2 separate regions of the Mus musculus genome follow, and region 2 is linked to region 1. A link is a contact called in public HiChIP or PLAC-seq data. All regions are on one chromosome and are shown on one strand. The core of a region is the stretch at or near the end of the contact, and the rest is flanking DNA. Distances in the headings are between cores, read along the strand shown. Region 1 has its middle 30 kb from the start of Uox. Region 2 overlaps Ttll7 (tubulin tyrosine ligase-like family, member 7).

Region 1 (5,740 bases), core at 2,621-5,120:
GATTTTTTTCACCTAGGCAACAAGTCTTCTTTAATAATGACTACATCCTAGCAACAGGAGGAAAAAATAATGAAAAAAAAATCAATACATTTTCTCCCTCGTGGTTGCTATTTTTTAAAATAGCTATTTTTGCCAGTATAATTGAGGCGTGTTGCCATAGGACGGGATCCTTGGTTGTCTTTTTGTTGTTTCTCTGTTCTGTCCAGTCTCTTTCTGATTGGGGGTGGCAGGGGGTGGCTTGGGTGGTGGGATGGAAGGCTGTGAGGGTGTTAAAAGCTGTAATGGGGGCTGGGGCTGTGGCACAGGTCAGCATCTCCTGACATAGAAACAAAGACTCTGATTTTCGTTAAAATGGTCAAATCAGCCAGACTGGGTTGCTGTCTGTGACGACCTTTTGTTTGAGTGAATTGATTCAAGGAGACAGAAATGGGAACATGATGTTCTCAGAGGCGGCTGGAAGGATCCTGTCTAGAAGGCCGTGGGTAGCAGCGGATTGAGAACGGGAGAAAAGGGGCCCTCTCTTACCTGGATGCTACTTTGATTTTGAAGAAAACATTATACTCTGTATAATACTTTATGCATTCCGTATTTTTATAAAGAGGAAGAGATGCAATGGATTTGAAAATCAAGCCAGTATATTTCTACATAGCAGTTCATACAAGAGACCTAGCTTGGCTCATTAATATCTGGGCATGTTGGCAGTGCATATGTGTACCATGTGTTCATGCACAGCTATGTACATTTGTTTATATCTACTTAGCAAACATATATGCATATATGTAGACCCAAACCAATAATACAGAGGCACCAAAATGAAGAGAATTCTTTTTCAAAGGATTATACTTTCAGAATAATTGCTCCACTCTCTTACAGAGAACAATAATAGCTCACAGGCAGAAATATTAAAGATTAAAAAAAATTCTTTACTTCCTAGAATTCTTATTTGATTCAGAGAAATTTATGCCGTTTATTTCACAAGCACGTTTTCATCAAGAAAGAATTAGAAATTATGCCTCCAGTAAATCTTTTAATATACAGCCATTCTTATTCAATAATGTGTGTGATTGGATACCCTGTCAGGAATCTTCCCCTCACCCCACTGTGAAAATATTGTATGAACATTTTAAGAGAAAAGGAAATCTAGTTTAGCACTAAGAAACCCTACATCTTCTTCACCAAAGCCCTGAAATGGCTGACTTTTTTCCATAGTAATTTGTTTTGTTTTTCTAAAAGATAGTAGGGGTGTGTTAATTTGAAATTGACAGCAACAGTGTCATTGTCATCATCATGAACAACAACATCATCAACAACAAGAGCATCAACAGCAACACAGCAACGATGGATTTAAAGGGCACGGAGTGGGATTAGATCTTGCCTGTTAATGCAGAGATTCACAAGGCGCTAGTGAGGTCAAGCAGCAAATTCCCCTGTGGCTCGACCGTTACGCATTCCTGTTGTCAGAGATACATCACTAATTAATCCTACATAACCTTCCATCTCACAAACTGTTGCCCTTCAGATCAGAGGCACTAAAACAGTCTCCATCAAGCTCCCTGGCCTATTTCTACTTCCATATGATCTTTGGAAAATCCCTGCAGAAGGCTTATGCTTAGTTTACCTGTTTCAGGAAACCTGTTTTCAGACTAGACCCAAACTGGCATTCATTGAAAATCCTGGAGACCGGGGCTCAGCAATGGAATCCTGGCTCCCTCCTTGCCAGTCATGAGCACTGAGGCAACCCCTTGCCCTTCTCAGCCTTTATCCACTCACAGCAGAGAAGAGTCTGCTCCCTGACTTCCATCTTGTCATGACATGATCTCCTAAGTACGAAGTGCTCAGTGTAGAGCAAGACTCTCAGCACTGTAAATACTTCAGGACACGGAGCACTTTACCTTCCTGGTCACGGTAGCTCCACATGTGAAACAGCAAAGAGGAGGCAGAATTGAGGGCTAGAGGTGATTGTGAAGATGGAGGAAGGAAGAAAATGAAAAGTCCTCATGTCCCCAAAGTTACATTGTTGGATGTATTGGGTTTTCCCTCCAGACAAGATGCTACACACATCCCTGTGTGTCCTTGTACACAGTCTTGTACAAAGTCTCACGTGAGTGAGAACTACATCAGAAGTACAAATATGGTGGCCATCGGAGCAATCGATAGTGGATTAGATTGATTGCCGACAGTATCTCTAGTAAGATGAGAGTCAGGGCAGAACACTGAGCAAAACAGCTCGAGTTCAGATGGAAGAAAGGAAAACTTGGAAGATGGTGATAGGAGAGAGGAGGGAGGCAAACATTACACACATACATACACACATACACATAATACATACATCCCACACACACATCCCACACATACATACATGCCACACACACCACACATATACACATACACATACAAACACATATATGACATAACACATACACACGACATATAACAAACACACAGTTTTGTGGCCTCATCAGTTAAGGGTACTTGATGTTTTTGTAGAGGCCCTGGATCCAGTTCTCAGCGCCCACACAGCTCACAACCAACTGTAACAAACTTCAGTTCCAGAGGATCCCACTTATGCATGTGGTACACAGACATATGAACAGGCACACACACACACACACACACACACACACACACACACACACACACACATACGCGCACGCGCGCACGCGCTTGTACCTATACACATACACAAGGGACCATCTTTAAAACAACACACAAAAATACATGTATATGTGCATAACTTATGTGTGACTCATGCTTGTACATCAGAAAGAACATAAAAAAAATCCCCAATTATCTTTGGATGAGATTTTCAATATTGCAACCTGAAATAAATTTCATATTTTAAGTAGCGATGATATTAAAAGCCAGAATAATGCAACCTAAACTTGCCAACCTAACATTTTTATTTTGGAAAGTAATTTCTCTAAGATGCTTTATGTAGTACTTTGCCCTTCTTAAACAGAATGTTCTGAGCACAAGTTGACCTTTTCTTCATAGCTCACTTTAGACATCCATCATCTTGCTGTGTGATAGTCCAGCCGTGCCCTCAGGAGTGTCTGGGGTGCACACGCAGGGCTGCAGGCCAAAGCTAAATGGCTCCAGACAGCAGCACTTAAGAGCTTTGTGTTTCCACCTGTCATTCCCCTGCCTCTGTTAGTGTGTCCCGACTGCTTCGTTCTTTGTGTTTCCACCTGTCATTCCCCTGCCTCTGTCAGTGTGCCCCGACTTCTTCGTTTTGTGTATACCTGTGGAACGAGTGATGCCAACCACCCCCAAGGTACAAAGACTCAGGAACAGCCAGTCCTGTTTGGTGGGTTCTCCCACCCCCAGGTATGACCCAAAAGTGACCCAAAAGAACTCAGGCACTTCCTGCCCACCTGGACCAGGAAGGGACTGAAATTTAGTTACAAGCCTGACTTCCTGGACATGGGGAAAACCCAGCGAGTCATACAGCATGGACCAGCCTGTCCCTGGTTCCCAGACCTCCTCCTCCTCCTCAAAGACGCGTAAAGCTGAGTCACCAGGAAGCTCTGATTAAGTCCTGATCTACAGATGGTCCTGAGCTCTGGGCACTGCTCTCCGTGACTCACCAAGTTCACTGCTTCGCTCCTGTTGCTTTTCTGTCTTTTGAGTGGGATTAATTTTGTCCCTACCCAAATTGGCTATTTCCCGAGCTACTTTTCCTGGTCTCCAGGAACCAGCTATCCTAGAGACAGAGTATGCCATAGTTAGAATTTGTTGTTTATTTCCCACACATGAAGGTACTACTTCCCTGGGCTGCAGAGCCGCCTGCTCACATGGTCGTGGGCACTCCCAAGGGCAGAGGCAGGGCCAGGTGTAACATGTGTCCAACAGCCAGGGCTGCAGGCCAGCAACCATGAAAACAGCAGGGCTGGTTTGACTTTGTACCCAGAGTCCCAGCTTATGCTCTGAGGTCTTGCACAGACAGGATAGACCTGGTTCTCAAGGATTCAGGATTCTCAACACCAGAAAATGATGGCTTTGGCTTTGGAAGACACGGTGAGAATGTACTCTGTCTGAGCACAGCCCCCCAACCCTCTTAATGTATCTGTCAGAAGTCCAGGTGCACAGAGTTGTGTGCCAGGCACCGAAATACAGATTGAATCACCTTTTCAGAAACAAGTGGGCTGCGTTCACAGACATCAGCAGGAGCCTCCAGTGGCTTCTTCAGCAATCAGTTGCCACTAAATTACCAACAGCAGATGCTGCAATACAATCTTTATATAGAAAGTCCTTACTCACTAAGTGTGTAATGGTTGTTAAGTCATCAATAATGAGATCCCAGAGGCTGTGAGAGTCGAAACAGCTTCCTGTCTCTCCCTCCCTGGACCAATGCTCTCTCTTGGGTTTTACCAAGTAAGCTTTGTAGGGGCAGCTGTCTTGGATGGTAGGTACACACTCAGGTAAGGGAGTAAGAAATAAAGTAAGTAAAAAAAAACTTGCTACATTTAATTTAAAAGGTGATGCTATCCTTTGTATAAATACACTGAAATGTATAGTAAAATTCATGATAGGATGTGTATAAGTGTATTAACATCAACTTTTCAGATGAAAGAAGCAGTAGGTTTTAAAGTAACTAAGTGTTTAGAGGTATGATTTATAGACAGCCAAGTCTTAACATTTGAGAATATAGTTTAATAAATTTTCTAAACGTATATGTGTTTGTAACCACTACCAAATAAAGGGCCAAATATTTGCATATCTACCAAAACTTGCTTCACGTCTCCTTTAGCCTGTCACATTTCCCTTAGCCTGTCACATTTCCCGTAACCCCTGCTGACTACTGATTTGCTTTTTCATGTTACTTTGAATTTTCCCCGTTGCTTAGATGAAATTATGATCTTCTATAGTGAGGATTTCCTAAAGAAATAAATGACCATATGTTTGTTTTCTTGTTGTTGTTGTTTTGTTTTGTTTTAATGTAAAGCTATGTTAGAAACACAGGTGAGGGGACTGGAGAGATTGCTCAGAAGTTCAAAGCCCATGCTGTTCTTCAGGAGGCCTTCGGGTCAGTTCCCAGTGCTCACGTTAGGCCACTCACAGCTAGCTGATATTCTAGCTCCAGGGGATCTGATGCCCTCCTCTGGCCTCTGAGGGAACCTTTATGAACATGTGCACATAAGCACACACTCACACATCTGCATGCACACACACACACACACACACACACACACACACACACGCCAAAATAAAAATGAGTCTTCAAAAATACAGATGGGCTTTTTATTTTCTTGATTTGCTCTGACTCTCAACCCTGTCCGTCCCAAACACATACTCCAGCCATGTGGCTGACCAGCCTTGACCCTTAGACCAGCCTTGTCTCCGAAGGTCAAAGCTCCCACCTTCTTCATGAGTCAGTGGCCTCTAAAGATTATCCTAACCATCTTGCAAACTGAAAATGGAGACATAGATCAACTTTTAGATTGTATATAAACACACCATTAGGGTATTGGTGCCAATTTAAGATAAGTATTGAGTCACTCCTCTTCCTTCGAGTCTGTCTCAAACACCTTCTCATCCTACAGCCAACAGTTGGGCAGAATGAAAGCTTCAGCAGAAACCCAAATGCATCGAAGCGTTTGCCTTCTGCGGAGAGTTCTGTAGCACAGGATAGGAAGAGAACGTTGCCGAATGAGATAGGGTCTTCAAGTTAGCTCAGGATGCTGGAGACTCAGCACATCAGGAGCTTCCCTACCTGCAAAGGTTAAGATGATCCGAGGCT
Region 2 (5,042 bases), core at 1,315-3,814, 310 kb after region 1:
GTTTTGCAAACACCTCACACCAGTCAGAATGGCTAAGATAAAAAATTCAGGTGACAGCAGATACTAGCGAGGATGTGGAGAAAGAAGAACACTCCTCCATTGTTAGTGGGATTGCAAGCTTGTACAACCACTCTGGAAATCAGTCTGGCGGTTCCTCAGAAAATTGGACATAGTACTACCGGAGGATCCAGCAATACCTCTCCTGGGCATATATCCAGAAGATGTCCCAACCGGTAAGAAGGACACATGTTCCACTATATTCATAGCAGCCTTATTTATAATAGCCAGAAGCTGGAAACAAGCCACATGCCCCTCAACAGAGGAATGGATACAGAAAATGTGGTACATTTACACAATGGAGTACTACTCAGCTATTAAAAAGAATGAATTTATGAAATTCCTAGGCAAATGGATGGACCTGGAGGGCATCATCCTGAGTGAGGTAACCCAATCACAAAAGAACTCACATGATATGTACTCATAAGTGGGTATTAGCCCAGAAACGTAGAATACCCAAGATACAAGATACAATTTGTCTCTTATTTTTTATTGTCTTCAATCCCCTGCCCCAAAACAAAACCAGAGTTTTGAAATCTTCTCCCTCTGCTCCTGCTTTGTCCAAATGTTCATTATAATTTTTCTCATTTTCTCCTCACTTCTTTTTTAAAATTTTTATTAGATATTTTCTTCATTTACATTTAAAATGCTATCCCAAAAGTCCCCTATACCCCCACCCCCCGCCCTGTTATCCTCACTTCTTAAAGGTCTTCTTTTCTTATATAGTTAAATCTTAATGATCCGATTTTTCATATGGCTATCTCAAAAATAATCAAGATTTCTACTTTTCTAAGTAGGATGTCTTCCTTCCTTCCTTCCTTCCTTCCTTCCTTCCTTCCTTCCTTCCTTCCTTCCTTCCTTCCTTCTTTCCTCCCTCCCCCCTCCCTCCCTCCCTCTCTTCCTTCCTCCCTTCCTCCCCCAACCCTCTCTCTCTTTCGATCTCGATCTCAAATGTCTGTTTCGACTGCTTTTGGAAAGGCAAGGAACTAGTCCCCAATGCATACTGTGTTCTTGTTATTCTCTTGATGGCTAGACCTTGGGGTCTCTACATTCCTCTTCTACCTCTGATGACTGCCTGTCACAGCAGGTAAAACCTTCTCATCAGGAATACACAAAGAATTAATGAGATTCAAAACAAACCTTCCAGTTAAAAATGGACCAAAAGCTTTAACGGACTCTTTACCAAGCATGGTCTGGCATGCAAAGGGAGATTCTTCAGCTGTGTTACTAAGGACTTAGCAGTCGCAGCATAGAGAAGAGCACACAGTTCTCTATTGTCCAGGATCTAAAACCCTGACACCACAAAATGCTAATATGTAGGGCATCAGGAATACTCAGTGATTGCTGACATCAAGGAATGTAAAAATATATTGGGAAAATCTTCATGTAGGAGTCAGTTTCTTTGAAGTAGACAAAATGTCTTTTACACCCGACTCTCTTGAAATAAGCCGTTAATCTACCAATCTACTAATTGCATGAATTGTTCATCCACTTATGAAGGTAGAGGTTTAACCTTCTTCAAAGATCTTCTTTCGAGCATTTGATAAAAGAGAGTTATGTGTAGGGCCAGTGTGGATCGATACCCTCAGTGCCCTGCTCTGGGTCCCTAGGGTCTTAGTACTTCAATAGACTCTTCCTGCTTCAGTCCACTGTTGTGCTTTCTCTGCTGGAGGGCAGGGCATTTAAGGCACTCCTGAAAGCCTTGGGTTTGGAGGTCCTTTGCCATCCCTGGCCTCCTTTATGCATCCCCCCCTTCTGTGCTGTCCAAAGGCAGGAGATGATGTGAATTAATCCTCCATCGCTCTGGCAGTGACTTTCAGCTGATGGATGACACTGAGCTCTATGCAGGGTCCTAAGCCCTAGCTGCTCCTTGACACATCTTTGTGGTTGCCTCCCCTTCCTCATCTTCCTTCCCTGTACCACTTAGCAGCATGAACTAAGACAAGAAGCACCATCTCTCATGTCCTCCAAGTTTCTCTTCCCCTCCTCCTTCGATTACTCTTTTCCTTCCCTTTCTCTTCCTCTATTCCTTTTCCTCCTCTTCCCTCTCCTTTACCTCTTCCACCTCACCTCCTCCTCCTCCTCTTCCTGCCCCTCCCTTCCTCTTCCTCTGTGTACTAAGTCCGTGTCTCAGGGCCTTGTGCCCATTAGGGAATCTCTCTATTGCCAAGTTCTATCCAGTCATATCTTGGTTTTTAAAATTTGCAAATGTCTTAATTTCCACCTACTCCCTGGTGACCTCTCAGACCTGACATGGGAAAGAAAACTTAAATCAGAACCTAAAATCCAAATTACTTCCACATTGATGAGGAAGATTTGGTTTCTAGGGTTTCAGCAGTGTGCTTTCTTTATCTTTATCTCTAATGGGGGAAAAACCCCTTTCAGTGGGTTCAGGATGGCTTGCGTGTTCCCCCTTTGCTCTGACTGCCATGTGGCTAGTGCTCCACTGATACAGCTTGCGTTGTGACTTCACTCTTAGTTATTTTTCCATGATGACCTCAGTCTTGGCTTGAGAGTCTGGAATCTGGGATCAGCTTGTTTACATTTTGATTTGCCCTGGAAGTGTGAGCCTCAGAGGTGGTTTAGCAAATACTTCAAGGACTTAAATAAACACAGAGTGCTGGGACTCAGGATCATAATCCTTGCATACTACTTAGGAACCAGTCTTCTGGAAGAAGCCAAATTTGTTCACTATTGAAACAGGTCTTTATTGATACAGTTGATGAAAATTCATCCTGGCATATGATTCATGGTTATTTCGTATGATTGTAGCATAGTTGGATAAAATGGCATATTTACTCAGAATTAGTAAATCAAAGGAAATAGTAAGCTTTGAAATTCATTCATCTACTCTTGAGAGATAAATATTATTTTATTTCACATGAATCATTCACAGCCTTGCTGAAAATACTGAAACTTCTCAAACTAGTGAAAACTTTTCACACTTCATTTTAATAACCATGTCATAACCCATTTTGATTATATTGCGTATATTTAGATTGTTTTTAGTTGCTATTTTCCTTTTATATTTTATTATTTTAATTTTATATGTATGAATGTTTAGCCCAAATGTGTGTGTGTGTGTGTGTGTGTGTGTGTGTGTGTGTATAAAATGTGATAAAATGTGCAGAGTTCCTGGAGTCACAGGTGCTTGTGAGCTGCCTTGTGGGTTCTGAGAAGAGAACCTGGGTCCTCTGCAAGAGCTACCAGTGTTCTTAACTACTGAGCCAACCCTTCAGCCCAAAGTTTGGTGTTTTAAAGAGGAGCTTGGTGTATTCCAGCATTGTAGATGATTTCCCAGATCTGGCTTCTGAATGTAGAATCCTTAAGCCTACAGCATACACATATTGCATAGTTGAGGCCTTTTCAATGCTTTGTGGTTGACTTTAGAATGTCTGTTACTGAGGTCTAAAGACTACAGACTTCCTTCAGGCGAAGTACCAACTTAAATTTCTTTGAGTTTATTTCAGTAGTTTTCTATGCTCATTTTTTTCTAATTTAATAGCAATAAGTTAAATCAATTATTCAAAAGGTGGTGATTTAAATATACAGAGACAATAATTTATTGTTCTGTTATGAAGCATGTTATTCATAAATGACATTTAGGATTTAGCATCATCACATCGAGTCAGTATAATTTAGGAAGTAAACTAAGAAAACTTAGTCAGTGCCCATCATACTTTGTTTGAGTGTGCTTGCTTCTTTTCTGGGAATGTAAATATTTCATTTACCAAGTAACTCTATTACCCCCCTCTGTGTGTATATATATATATATATATGACATTGGATATCTTCCAATGGTGTTTGTCCCATTTAAGACTGTATTCAAGTTGAGGAAATAGAAACAATAAAATTGCATAGAAGAATTTTGCAACTGCTATTTGAGATGATTAGTGTTAAGAAATATTTGTGGAGGGTGCAGCGTTAACTTATCAGTTAAGAGCACTTGATCTTCTTTTAGAGGACTGAGGTTTGATTCCCAGCAACCATGCGGCAGCTCAAAAGCATTTGTAACTACAGTTCTAGGGTATCCAACACCCCTTTCTGGCCACTATGGGCACCAAGCATGCAAGTGGTAGACAGACATACATTCAAGCAACATACCCACATATAAAATAAAAATAAAACAGACATTTATAGAGTGTTACATTGTGCAGATGTTTTTTTTATAGTCAAGGAAGCATTCCTCTTTAATAATTTGTTATTCATAGTTTATATTATGATAAACACATGTGGCCTTCTTCTGAGAATAAGAGGTTGGTCCTGAAATAAGCGTTCTCAGTCCTTATTATGACCTTTAAGAAGAGTAAGATGTGTAGACTTTAAGTAACATATAATAAATACATAAAACAGTAAGAAAGGGCAGGCGCTGGGTGTGGTGGCTTATGCTGTAATCCAGGCCCGAGGAGGCTGGGGCATGAGCATTGCTGCCAGGCTGGGGGTCAGCCTGGGCTACAAATCAGAGCTGTCTGAAGAAACAAAACATGAGCTACACCAACAGTGACTAGACATGAGGATTTCTTTGACATGACCTTAATGCTCGTCGCTAGCATTCTTTCTACACGTTATCTCCTCCTCTGAGCTAGGAGAATTCCATTTGGAAATTGTGTGGACTAGGTTTATGAAGCCAGTAGTTCTATTTTCCCTTGGCCTGGTGGCATAACAATGGGCGGACCCGTGAGTATGACAGATGAGTCAGGCCCCTGATGCCAGTGTTACAGGAGTCGAGAGGAGTGGTAATAGTCCAGGCCAGTCTGCTAGAGTTGTCTATGATGGCTAATAGTGATTGTCATCTGGACAGGTTCTAGAATCCCCTAAGAGACAACTGCAGGCTTGCTGGGAGGGGTTATCTAGATAAGTTCAGGCGGAAAGGCTCACCTCAGCTGGGGGCGGCACCCTTCCATGGCTGGGATCCTGGACTGAGTGACATGGAGTTAGCTCAGCACCAGCGTTCATCATTAATGACTTCTTGGTTACGGATGCAA

What was found. HiChIP or PLAC-seq counts read pairs in DNA pulled down with a chosen protein or histone mark.
Region 2: a CTCF HiChIP or PLAC-seq map of the NIH/3T3 cell line shows a contact between it and region 1, with 5 read pairs. The contact joins two enhancer-like sites. A contact is called at or near these places in 3 of 15 datasets of contacts at CTCF or cohesin (the NIH/3T3 cell line, large pre-B cells and stem cell-derived epiblast-like cells), 12 of 484 Hi-C or Micro-C datasets (the HL-1 cell line, cortical neurons, embryonic stem cells and 2 more) and 1 of 9 other capture datasets (embryonic stem cells).

Annotation. Positions count from the first base shown.
Region 1 is chr3:146,564,506-146,570,245 of GRCm38.p6, forward strand. It overlaps a transcript of Dnase2b not described here. Among named protein-coding and RNA genes, the nearest start is that of Uox, 30 kb to the right of the region's middle. Within about 2 kb of position 3,871, at least 107 of the 459 cell types and tissues checked have an H3K27ac peak or open chromatin away from gene starts, as enhancers often do. A contact at or near this core is called in the HL-1 cell line and the NIH/3T3 cell line, where this site is marked.
Region 2 is chr3:146,873,522-146,878,563 of GRCm38.p6, forward strand. All of the region lies in intron 1 of Ttll7 (tubulin tyrosine ligase-like family, member 7), which reads left to right. Among named protein-coding and RNA genes, the nearest start is that of Ttll7, 24 kb to the left of the region's middle. Within about 2 kb of position 2,565, at least 60 of the 459 cell types and tissues checked have an H3K27ac peak or open chromatin away from gene starts, as enhancers often do. A contact at or near this core is called in the HL-1 cell line and the NIH/3T3 cell line, where this site is marked.